2 separate regions of the Oryctolagus cuniculus genome follow, and region 2 is linked to region 1. Evidence: chromatin contacts called from public Micro-C data. All regions are on one chromosome and are shown on one strand. The core of a region is the stretch at or near the end of the contact, and the rest is flanking DNA. Distances in the headings are between cores, read along the strand shown.

Region 1 (5,169 bases), core at 1,788-4,287:
CTAGTATATCTAAGTGCCCCCCACTCTCCCATTGCTGTAGTATGTGTGTGTGTGTGTGTGTGTGTGAGAGAGAGAGAGAGAGAGAGAGAGAGAGACAGAGACAGAGAGAGAGGGAGAGCAGCTGAAGTGGAAAACAAATACAGGGAACAGACAGTGGAAAATCCTCTGATAGGTTCCTCCATGGCTGTCTTCTAGAAATGGAAACAGATCTGCAGTTTCTAGTTAAAATTAGAGAAGACAACAAGAAAAGACAGAGCCAGATTAATTGAGATTCATCACAAATGGTAAAATTGAGGTTATGATTTTAAAATTCAGCCCTTGACTTAAAGGAGTTAAGTTATGCACAAGGAAATCAGGCACAAGTGAAATGGAAGAGCAGATTGCTTTTTGGCCTTGGAAAAAACCTTTTCTTCTTCACTGCCCGTGGGGGACTTAGAAGGCAAAAGCCATTTTGCTTTCTACCCAAAGAGGGCAAAAACACAGTTGTCCAAGCCCACCCTCGCGAGCTGCTCTTAGCTAGCACTAGATGGACGTGACGTACTGGCGCACATTCAACACAAACCAGTAAGTACACGCTTATCAGATATCAGATGCAGGCGGCTGGTATTGAGCACTTACCAGTCCACTTCTCATTTTAAAATGTTCACCTTAGCAGCCAGATTCAGAGCCCCCCCCCGCTCTATTAGACCCGACTCAGCAGACGCTGCCAGTTGTGACTGGGCTGAGCTGGATGTCCAAGCTGCCGAAGGTAGGTGGCAGTGTGGTCTGCTGGTTCAACTCCCAGCTCCGTGTTTAGCCAGACCCTTGTCTGTGGTCTGGGGACAAATGACCAAATCTTCGGAAGCCTCCACTTCCTCCTCTGTAAAATGGAGACAAGCTCCCAGTTATTGTGAGGACCAAACAAGACAATGCACGCAGCGCTTCCTACACAGCTCTCAGCAGAGACTAGCTGCTATCATGAAATTACCCATGAGCACCGATAAAACGCAACAGCCATTATTACCGGGAGTGGAGGGAGGAAGCAAACTCAAGAGATGCAGAACAAAGCCGACATCGCACGAAATCAAGCCACTGAGGAATGAATCACAGGTTTCCAGATTCCTCTCTGATACGATGGATGCAAGAGCTGGGCAAATCTGGGGGGAGGTTGAGAGAAGTGAAAATTGTTACCACTTTGATTAGCTGCACCTCTGTTGACCGTGAAGCCCCGTGCACTTTGGTTAGTCCGCAGGTTTAGTTTTGGCAGAGGGAACTAACTGCGGCGACTGTAATGCAATTGGGTTACCATTCTCACACGCTAGGGCAGTCACCAGCTCCCATCCAGTACGGCTGCAGGGGCTGGTGTCAGTGCTGGCAGTTGTGCGGAACACAAGGGCGCATTGTTAAGGGGAGTCGAGTCCCAAGTGGCCCTTCAAGGAGACGGGGGCACAGCGCGCTAGGAAGCATCCGTCTCCTTCCCAGCCTGAGGGCGGAATCCTGAGCGCGACCTCGCAGGTCTCCCGAGATCCCCCGCCCTGCTGCGTGTCCCGTGGCCCTCCTGCCTGTGTCCGCAGTCCCTCTGCGCGGGGCAGACACGCCGGCCCGGTCCCCGGAGACTGCCCCCGGCTCGCAGGCGCCAGGTCGGCTCCTGCGGGGGGCGCTGTCGGCAATCTCCGCGTGGCCTGGAGTTCCCGGGGCTGCCGGCGGCGGCGCGCGCCCCGCTAGCCCGAGCCCGGCGAGCCGGGGGCCGCAGCCTGGGCGCCCGCACGCTCCCCGCCTCCGGGCGCGTGTGGGCCGGGCGCGCCGGGACCCCCATCGCGCCTCCGCCGCGGCGGCCCCCCGCCCCCCGCGGCCTGGCCTCGCGCCGGGTCCCCGCGGCGGAGTGGGGAGGAGGAGGGGAGAGACTGGAGGAGTTGGCGACAGACGCAGCCTCGGCGCGCACGGTTCCGGCTGCAGACAGACGGCGGCGGGCGGCGGCTACCTCCCCCGCACGGCCGCGGCACCGCTCCCTCGGCCCCCGCCCCCAGGCAGCGGACCCGGACCGGAGGGACGAGCCCGCGAACGCGGTGGGCCCGGCCCGCCCCGCGTGCCGCCGCGGCCGGCCGGGGATCCCCTGCGAGCCGGGGAGGAGCCGCCGCCACCGCCGCCGCCAGACAGCCTGCGAGTCCCTGGGAAAGTGCAAGGGGGCGGGGAGCGCGGGGGCGGCGCGGGTGTCAGGTCCTCGGCTCTTAAAGAGCCCGGCGCGCTGCGCTCCCGGCCAGCCCGCCCGCGCCCCCCGCCGCCGCAGTCCGCGCCCCGCGCCCCTCCCCGCGGCCGGCGGGGCCGGGTGGCCCGCGAGCCGCACTGCGGGCGCTCCCCGCCCCGCTCGGAGCGGCGGCCGCAGGTGAGTGCGGACCCGGCTGGCTGCCGTGGTCGCGGCGGCTGGCCCAAGTTCACCACCGCGCTCGGGCGGGAGCGGTGGCCGAGGGGGCGGGGGACGCGGGGACTGGACGCTCCGGGAACGGGACGTCCGCGAGCCTGCGCCGTCGGAGGGGTCGGAGGGAGCGGCAGGCGCCACGCACCCTCCCAGCACGGCGCGTCCCCCGGAGACAAGGGCGCGAGGTCTGTGCGCCGGGTCGCGGGTGGGCACGGCCGGTGCCCCGGGGCGCTCGCCCAGGGAGGGGTGCTTGTGCTTGTAGCAGTCGTGTCGCTCCACCTTTACCCCCAGCCCGTTTTCTGTTCCCGGTGCCCTGGGCGCGGGCGTCCCGAGGTCGCAGGACTCTAATTCTGCAGCACTGGAAGCCAGGATGTGCGCGGGGCTGCCCCGGCAGTTGCCACCCCTTTAGGCCGCTCGCGGACCCCTGCGGGAAAGGGGACTGGAGGTCGGCGAGAAGCGGGAAGATCGCGCAGGACCTTGCCGGTAGTTTGCAGGGAGGAAGGGGGCGCGAGCGGCCCGCATCCTCGCCCTGCGTGCTGCCCCCTGCACCCCACACTCCCCAGACGCTCGGACCCGCCTTGCCCGACGTCCGCCGGGTGCCCCCGCACGCGTTGACGTCGGTCGCGGGGCCGCCCGCGCTCCCTGCATTGGCTGGGACGTGGATGTCTTGGTGGCTGCTGCTGTGCTCAGGCTGAGTCCAGAGCCCCGCAGGAAGCAGGCGTGTGCTGCATTTCTCGGTGACCCTCAGCGTGGAATAAACAGGAAGCGACGAGCACTCGGCAGGGCCGGCACTGGCCTTGTTGCGGGGTCTGCTGCCCCGCACGGCCGCCAGGAGGCTTCCTCGGACCCCTGCCCGGTGCGCAGCCCGGAGTGGGGCTGGGGCGCGCCCTGTGAGTACGCGGGCGGCTCTCAGTTGGCTCTGTGGAGGCTAATTTCGCGAGGACGGAGGGGAGGGCATTTGCCTGCTTTTAAACTTTTTTTTTTTTTTCATTTGAAAAAGGAGGAGGTTTCCCAAGGAGGCAGAGGTTTTCAGGGCAACGGGGACGCGTGGGGCTGGGGGTGGTGGGCGGCACCTGGAGAAGGCGCTTCCGGGAGCGCCCTGGTCTCCAGGTTACCTGGCAGGGCCGAGGGTCCGCCTGTCAGGACTGGGAGAGGACTCTTTAAGGGAGCAGAGCTAACTGGGGGCTGCTACCAGGCACAGGAGTGAGTGCTGAATGGCAAGGGCCACATGAAGCCAGCGTTAATTTTTGTTTTCCCCAAAGAATCTTTTAATTAGCTAGAATTGGATAATTTTGATTTGCTCCTCTTCTTTTCCTCTAACCTCCCCGCCCCCCATTCTAATTATTTTTGCCACATTCTTATCCCTGGACCCCTCAGGTGCAGGTCAGCCAGTGCTGGTTTCTCAACCTCCCTTACAGTTACTGCAGACCTACTGTGTGCTACGTTGTGGGCTGCAAGGTGGGGTTAGCTGTGTGGAACGTTGATTGCAAGAGCTTCTGTCACTAAGTTCTGAGCAGCAGAGATGACTACAGATGGTGTGCACAGCGCCGGCTCTTAAAAATAGGGTTCCGTGGCTGGCATGGAGGTTGGCGCCTTCCCGCAGAGCCAGCGCTGGGAAACTTCCCTTTAAAAATGGCCCTTTCTGCTAGTTTGGCTGGCCAAGAAGGGCATTCTCCTGTCTGTGTCTGCCCTGGAGCCTGGGCACTGAGTATTAAATTACAGGGAAGGCTCTGTAAAGTCTACACGGAGCAACTAGCACTGCATTAAGTCATGTCTGCACTCTGCAGATGAGGATTCAGTCTTCCCTTGCTCCTTAAAATTGTTTACTGTAAACTTGCCTTCGTTTTCTGTACAGTTCTCTCCCACTGTAGTTTTCGTGTGCAGTAAAGGATCCTCGTGTTGAGCTGAATTGATTGCATAGGCAGATGAGTAGATCTGAATGTCACCCATGTGCACCTACTGAATTGCGACATGTGGTTCATGATCAGCCCCTGAAATGTCATTTGATGGCCCTTGCACAAGCAGGTGCATTTTAAAACGTGGGGGTAAATGCCTCATGGTCTCTGAAAGCTTAATTCTTTTAAGAGCTCCACTTTGCTGTTGACATTGTACACACTGTTGGGAATCAGGGCTGAGACTGCGAATGCCAATAAGGGATTTGCTGTGATGGAATTGTAGCTACCTTCCCTCCCTTGTTTTAAAAGACCTTGCCAATTCCTTAACATCCTGCTGTTACCCTTGGAAGGGTTCGCCCTCCCTGGCCATGGGTCTCCCTGGGCTCGGCTTGCGTTTGCCTTGGAGAAGACTTTTCCCAGCAGTTTTTCAAGGCTGTCTCTTGAATCCTTGGGGGGGGGGGGCGGTGGGCTCAGTTTGCATGACCACAATCCTGCAGTGGCGCCCAGCCAGGACCAGCTGCTTATTAAGGGATTTTGTGCCAATTTGTTGGCACATCATTTGAGATTCAACAGTCCTCACCCCCCCACACACACCCAAGTATATACATACATAGACAAATATTTATTTTCTCCCAACTGCTGACAGTGTTTTAAGAATAGTTTTCTGAGAGCAAGGTCCTGTCTGCAGAGGTGTTTACAGTTTGGGACTGTGCTGTATGTAGTCTTGGTTGACTTAGCAGCCTGGCAAGGCAGCCTTGCCTGCTCGGGGGATGCTGTCTTTCATCCTGGCTGCTAGAGGGGCGGCTCTCCAGCCTGCCAGGAGAATGTAGAGTCGGAGACTGACTTTGGCTCCGTGGGAGTAGTTTCTGGCTAGAGACC
Region 2 (5,169 bases), core at 722-3,221, 410 kb after region 1:
GACACGCGTGTGTGTATGGCCCAGGGAGCGGACCTGGGCTCCGCAGTGGCTGCATGCTTGGGGGATTGTGAGGGGGAGGGGCCAGGGACACAGCCCACAGCCATGCCTTCTACTCAGTGCCAGACACTCGTTTCCTGGTCTCGGGATCTCTCTTCCGTAGGAAGTGGCTGGGGAACTTGCTGTGTTCCGCCCCCCGTCCCATGCCTTCCCTTGTACCAGGGTTCTCCCCGTGAGGACTGCCTGTCGTGACTGAAGGGGTTCAGACAGAGAGTGACTTCTCTGAGAAGGATCTTGGCTGTGGAGCGACAGGCACACAGGCACTGGCAATGCGCTGTGGAAAGGCAGCGCCTGGGAAAGCCTCCCCGCCAGCTGCCGCAGAGCCCGAGGAAGGCAGGCTGGGGTGCAGCCCTTGTATGAGTCCCGGGGAGCAATATGCACGTGTGTGTGTGCAGTGTCTAAAGCACCCAAGCAGAGAGCGCGGGGAAGCCAGTGTGACTTGACGCCAGCACCAGTTGCTGGATACGGGTGCGGGAGTTGCCTGGAGAGGAGGGGGATCCCTGCCCTTGGGGAAACCATAGAGGCCCAAGGGCCTGGGCTGACAGTGGGCACGACCTTCACGTGGTCGTGCAGAGCAGGGGCAGCAGGAGAGCCGGCTGCCCTGCTACTCAGAGTGGCAGCTACAGAAGGACCCTCAGGAGACGGGGCGTGAATGCCAGGAGCTCAGGCAGGACTGGTTGTGGTGCGGTCAGGGAGTGTGGCCGCCCCCCCCCCCCCGGAAGAGAGGTTTGGGGAGAAGCCGCTGAGCTGTGCCATGGACTGAGCAGTCTCCTTGTCAGTGGTGGCCACAGGGCCTTGTGGTGTCAGATGGCCAGGCCCTGCACTGAGGAGCACACAGGGTGCCAAGTGGTGAGGGTGGGAGCCCAAGGACAAGAAGGCAGGGCAGCCAGGAGCCAGTGTGGGGCCCTGCGCAGGTTTTTTTTTTTTTTAAGATTTATTTATTTACTTGAAAGTCAAGAGTTACACAGAGAGAAAAAGAGAGAGAGGTCTTCCATACGATGGTTCACCCCCCAACTGGCCACAATGGCCAGAGCCGCACCAATCTGAAGCCAGGAGCCTCCTCCGGCTCTCCTACATGGGTGCAGGGGCCCAAGGACTTCGGCCATCTTCTACTGCTTTCCCAGGCCATAGCAGAGAGCTGGATTGGAAAAGGAACAGCCGGGACCAGAACTGGCGCCCATATGGGACGCCGGCGCTCCAGGCCAGGGCGTCAACCCGCTGCGCCACAGCGCCGGCCCCCAGGTGCGGTGTTTTTGACCATCACCCTGCACCATGCTCTCTCTGTCACGTGTGCCTGTGGCCTGGTGCCTTCTTGGGAGCGAAAGGTTGGAACTGGACACTAAAGTCCCCAGAAGAGCAGTGACAGTGGCCCACAGGCAGGCAGAGCTGGGAGCCTTATAAAGACGTCCAGGAGAGCGCTGGCCGTGCTGTTTCCAGAGTGAGCGTGGCTGCAAGCACTAGCAGAGACCTAGCTCTTGGTCTTCATTCTGGCCACAGGGGCAGGAGCTCAAGGGGCAATGCCAGCAGCTTGGCCGTGGGGCGTGAGGGACAGCCGTCATTTGATTCTCTCTGGGCCTTCACCTGTCACCAGGCCGAGCTGTAATGGTCCATTACATAATGCTATAGTCAGACCCTTAAGCCCACACTTCCTCTTCACACAGCTGGCTCAGTTTATATTTTTGCTGTTGATTCCATGATGTCCTAGGGGTATCTTAGGAACGGATTGTATGTGGTAGACAAACACCCTGTTTAGCACCGAAGGGGGTATTTATATTAGCACGCTTACCCACAGAAAAGAACAGGGCGGACCTTTCATCCGGAGAGTTGGGGCGTTTTGCTGCCGAGACCTGGACCGAGCCTCAGTGCTCTCTCCCAAGGTCAGATGTACATTCTTCTGGGAAACCAAAAACAAGGCGTCCGGCCCCCGCTCGCTCCCCGCACAGCTCTTTACTGTGGTAACAGGCCCTTAGCTGACAGCCCACCCGACATCCGGGTTCACCAGAGGCAGCCCGAGGGCACGGTGTGAGGATTGGCCTGGAACGCTGCCCGTCGCTGGCCAGACAGTTCTGAAGAAGGACACTCGGCAGCTAGATGGCAAGTGACTCATGCCCTGGCCGTCTGCAGAGATCAGTTCACGAGAAGACGCCGGAAGGGCACTCGGCTTTGGAAACTCGGTTTTGAACTTGTGAGCTGGCCAGGGTGTGGGCGGTGCCTGGCTGCCACTGCTGCTGGCAGCGGGGCCCAGGCAGGCCTTGGGGTGCACATTTATGTGGGGCTGGTCTCTGCTCCAAAGTTGAGCGAACCCTGAAACTATCAGATAGTGGTTGAGTACGGTTGTTCGAGCACACACATGTGTAGAAGGAGCGAGTGATGGACCGATTTCCAGTCCTCATGGCCAGGATCTAAACGTTCTGATTTTCCCTTTTTGGTCACCAGCCCTTCCTCCCGGCTTCAGGCAGAGGGTGCTAAGGAGAGGATTGCCCTGTGCTTTAGGCAGATCCGCTGCTGTCTAAGGAACAATGTGATCTTTTCTAAAAGTTGTAGCTGATGTCTCTGGGTGCTGCTGCTGCTGTTACTGCGTGACACTAATGATTTTCCTCTGTTTCTTGTTCCTCCCTTCTCTCCCCTTTGCCATGCCAGGAAGGGTGCCTGTGGCCTTCAGACAGCACCGTGCCACGGCCGGGGACCTCGGAGGTAAGGGGCGGCCAGGGCAGGGCCCACCATAGTGCAGGCATGGGACCCATTGTCAGGCCCAGGAGCAGTACCTTATGGGTTAAGTGTTACCTATTGCTCAGGTTCAAGAGAGGGATTTTCTCTAGGGTCTTCAAGGGGCTGTCTGTGCCCATTTAAGATTTCTTACAGAAATCAGGTGGAGCATCACTGATCTTTGCATGATCCCCACAAAGCTTGGCGAGTGTGGGCAAAGTTCTACACACCACAGCGTGAACCATCCCATGTTTCATCCAAGTTTCACAATCTGAGACTTAAAATTGCATAGTTTGCAATTTTTTTTGCTTTGAAAGGCAGGGTGACAGAGAAAGAGAGAGATTTTCTGTCAGCTGCATCAGCTCGAGCTGAGCCAGGCTAAAGCCAGCAGCAGGAACTCCGTGGGGGTCTCCCGTGTGGGTGGCAGGGATCCAAGCACTCGGGCCATCTTCTGCTGCTTTGCCAGGCACATTAGTGAGGAGCTGGACTGGAAGTGGCAGCCAGAACTCGAACCTGTGCTCCAATGGGATGCTGGCATCATAAGGAGCAGTTTAACCTCCTGTACCACAACCCTGGCCCCCAAATAACAAATTTTTTACATTGAAAAAATATCATGTGATACAATTCAATGGCTATATATATGTGAGTGTGTGTATACATGCACATACATGTATATGCACATATGATCTGTCTTTTAGAAGAAACTTAGATGGTGGAATAAATGAGAGGATTTGTAAGAAATATACTACCTGGATTAATTTTGAAAAATCTTTAATCGAGTTCTTTGATTATAAAACATTTGACATATGAGTAAAAATAGCTATAGGAACTTTTTGTCTAGAATCGAAATAACTGGAAAAGTCTAAAGGCCAGAAAGGAAAATGAAGGTAATTTTTTGCTAGATTTTTTTTTAAAGTAACAGATGGGGCACCAGGCTTCTGTAAGTAATTAATGAATTGACCCACTGCCTGGACCTGCTGCCGGTACCGCTGTGTGACGTTGTACCTTACCTCTACTGCGTGCAGCCCCTCCTGCACTGTGCTGAATTGTAGGTTCCCGGGCTTACAGGGATCTGAGGAAGCAGGCAGCCCTGTCCTGTCCTCACACCTTAAAAAGATGTCGTGGCCTGGCCAGGTCACTTGGTAACCGGATCTGAGTACCAGCTGTGTGCTGGGCTTTTGCTCTGTGGTGTGTTTTCTGCACTCTTGGAATTACTGCCGGATTCTGTGTGAACCCTTGAGGAGTGTACACTTAGCACTCACAGTGACTCCCCCTAACCCACATTTTCCTCCAACCACAAGCCTGCATTGCTCGGCCCTGCTGGATGTACTGTGGTCTGGCAGGGTGAGTGGTCTAAGTCATGAGACCAAAGAACACTAAAATATTGTAGGATTTTGGGATTGTGTGTGTGTGTGTGTGTGTGCGTGTATTCTTTTTCTATTTTGTCTGGGAAAACAGTGTTCATTCAGAGTGGTAAGAATGCAGACCAAGCATGAATTCCCTTGAGTCTGTCACATTCCTAGGCATCAGTGTGCCAAGAGCATCTTCAGGCCTCTCCTCTTTGCCTTGCAGATCATGTATGCCCCGCGGGCCAGGGACAGGTTCACTGCCCCGGCCTTTATCCAGAGGGATCGGTTCAGCCGCTTCCAGCCCACTTACCCATATGTGCAGCACGAGATCGACCTCCCTCCCACCATCTCCCTGTCCGACGGTGAAGAGCCGCCTCCTTACCAGGGGCCCTGCACCCTGCAGCTCCGGGACCCTGAACAGCAGCTGGAACTCAACCGGGAGTCCGTGAGGGCCCCTCCCAACCGAACCATATTTGACAGTGATTTGATAGACATCTCCATGTACAACGGGGGCCCGTGCCCGCCGAGCAGCAACTCGGGCATCAGTGCAACCACGTGCAGCAGTCACGGGAGGCTAGAGGGGCCGCCCCCGCCCTACAGCGAGGTGGTGGGCCGCTGCCCAGGCGCCTCTTTCTTCCATCACCAGCACGGCAGCAACACGCACAGGGGCAGCAGACTGCAGTTTGTGCAGAACAACCCAGAGAGCACAGTAGTACCCACCAAAGGCAAGGATAGGAAGCCCGGGAACCTGGTCTGATCGCTTCCAACGGTGCACTTGACTCGAGGAGAAAGACACCGAGGCAGGAGGAGGCCGCGCTGGGCCCCTCCTGTGCACAGTGTTGTTCAGTTTTACGTGGTACAACTAAGTAAAACCAAATGTGCAAACACAGTCTTTGTTTCTGAGTCCTTTCAGGGGAATTGCATGTAAACTACACTGAAATAATACAAACTTCCATCCGGTTTGACCGCGAACAGTGTTTATTTGGGGGCGGGGGTTGGGGCGGGAATGGTTTTGGCACAGGGTGGGCAGGGGGGAAAAGTGAGAAAGGGATGCTGT

What was found. A called contact is a pair of places that touch in the nucleus more often than the background predicts.
Region 2: a Micro-C map of ear pinna shows a contact between it and region 1, with 2.9 times the contacts expected there. The contact joins two enhancer-like sites. A contact is called at or near these places in 3 of 6 Hi-C or Micro-C datasets (ear pinna, psoas muscle and an unstated tissue).

Annotation. Positions count from the first base shown.
Region 1 is chr10:70,118,949-70,124,117 of mOryCun1.1, forward strand. LOC127492483 (translation initiation factor IF-2) reads left to right here. Exons shown (of 7, transcript XM_070049820.1): 2 at 687-748; 3 at 1,554-2,362. Among named protein-coding and RNA genes, the nearest start is that of LDLRAD4, 170 kb to the right of the region's middle. Within about 2 kb of position 3,038, at least 5 of the 8 cell types and tissues checked have an H3K27ac peak or open chromatin away from gene starts, as enhancers often do. A contact at or near this core is called in ear pinna, where this site is marked.
Region 2 is chr10:70,532,075-70,537,243 of mOryCun1.1, forward strand. LDLRAD4 (low density lipoprotein receptor class A domain containing 4) reads left to right here. Exons shown (of 5, transcript XM_051852199.2): 4 at 2,698-2,751; 5 at 4,336-5,169. The coding sequence ends at 4,869. Among named protein-coding and RNA genes, the nearest start is that of FAM210A, 54 kb to the right of the region's middle. Within about 2 kb of position 1,972, at least 3 of the 8 cell types and tissues checked have an H3K27ac peak or open chromatin away from gene starts, as enhancers often do. A contact at or near this core is called in ear pinna, where this site is marked.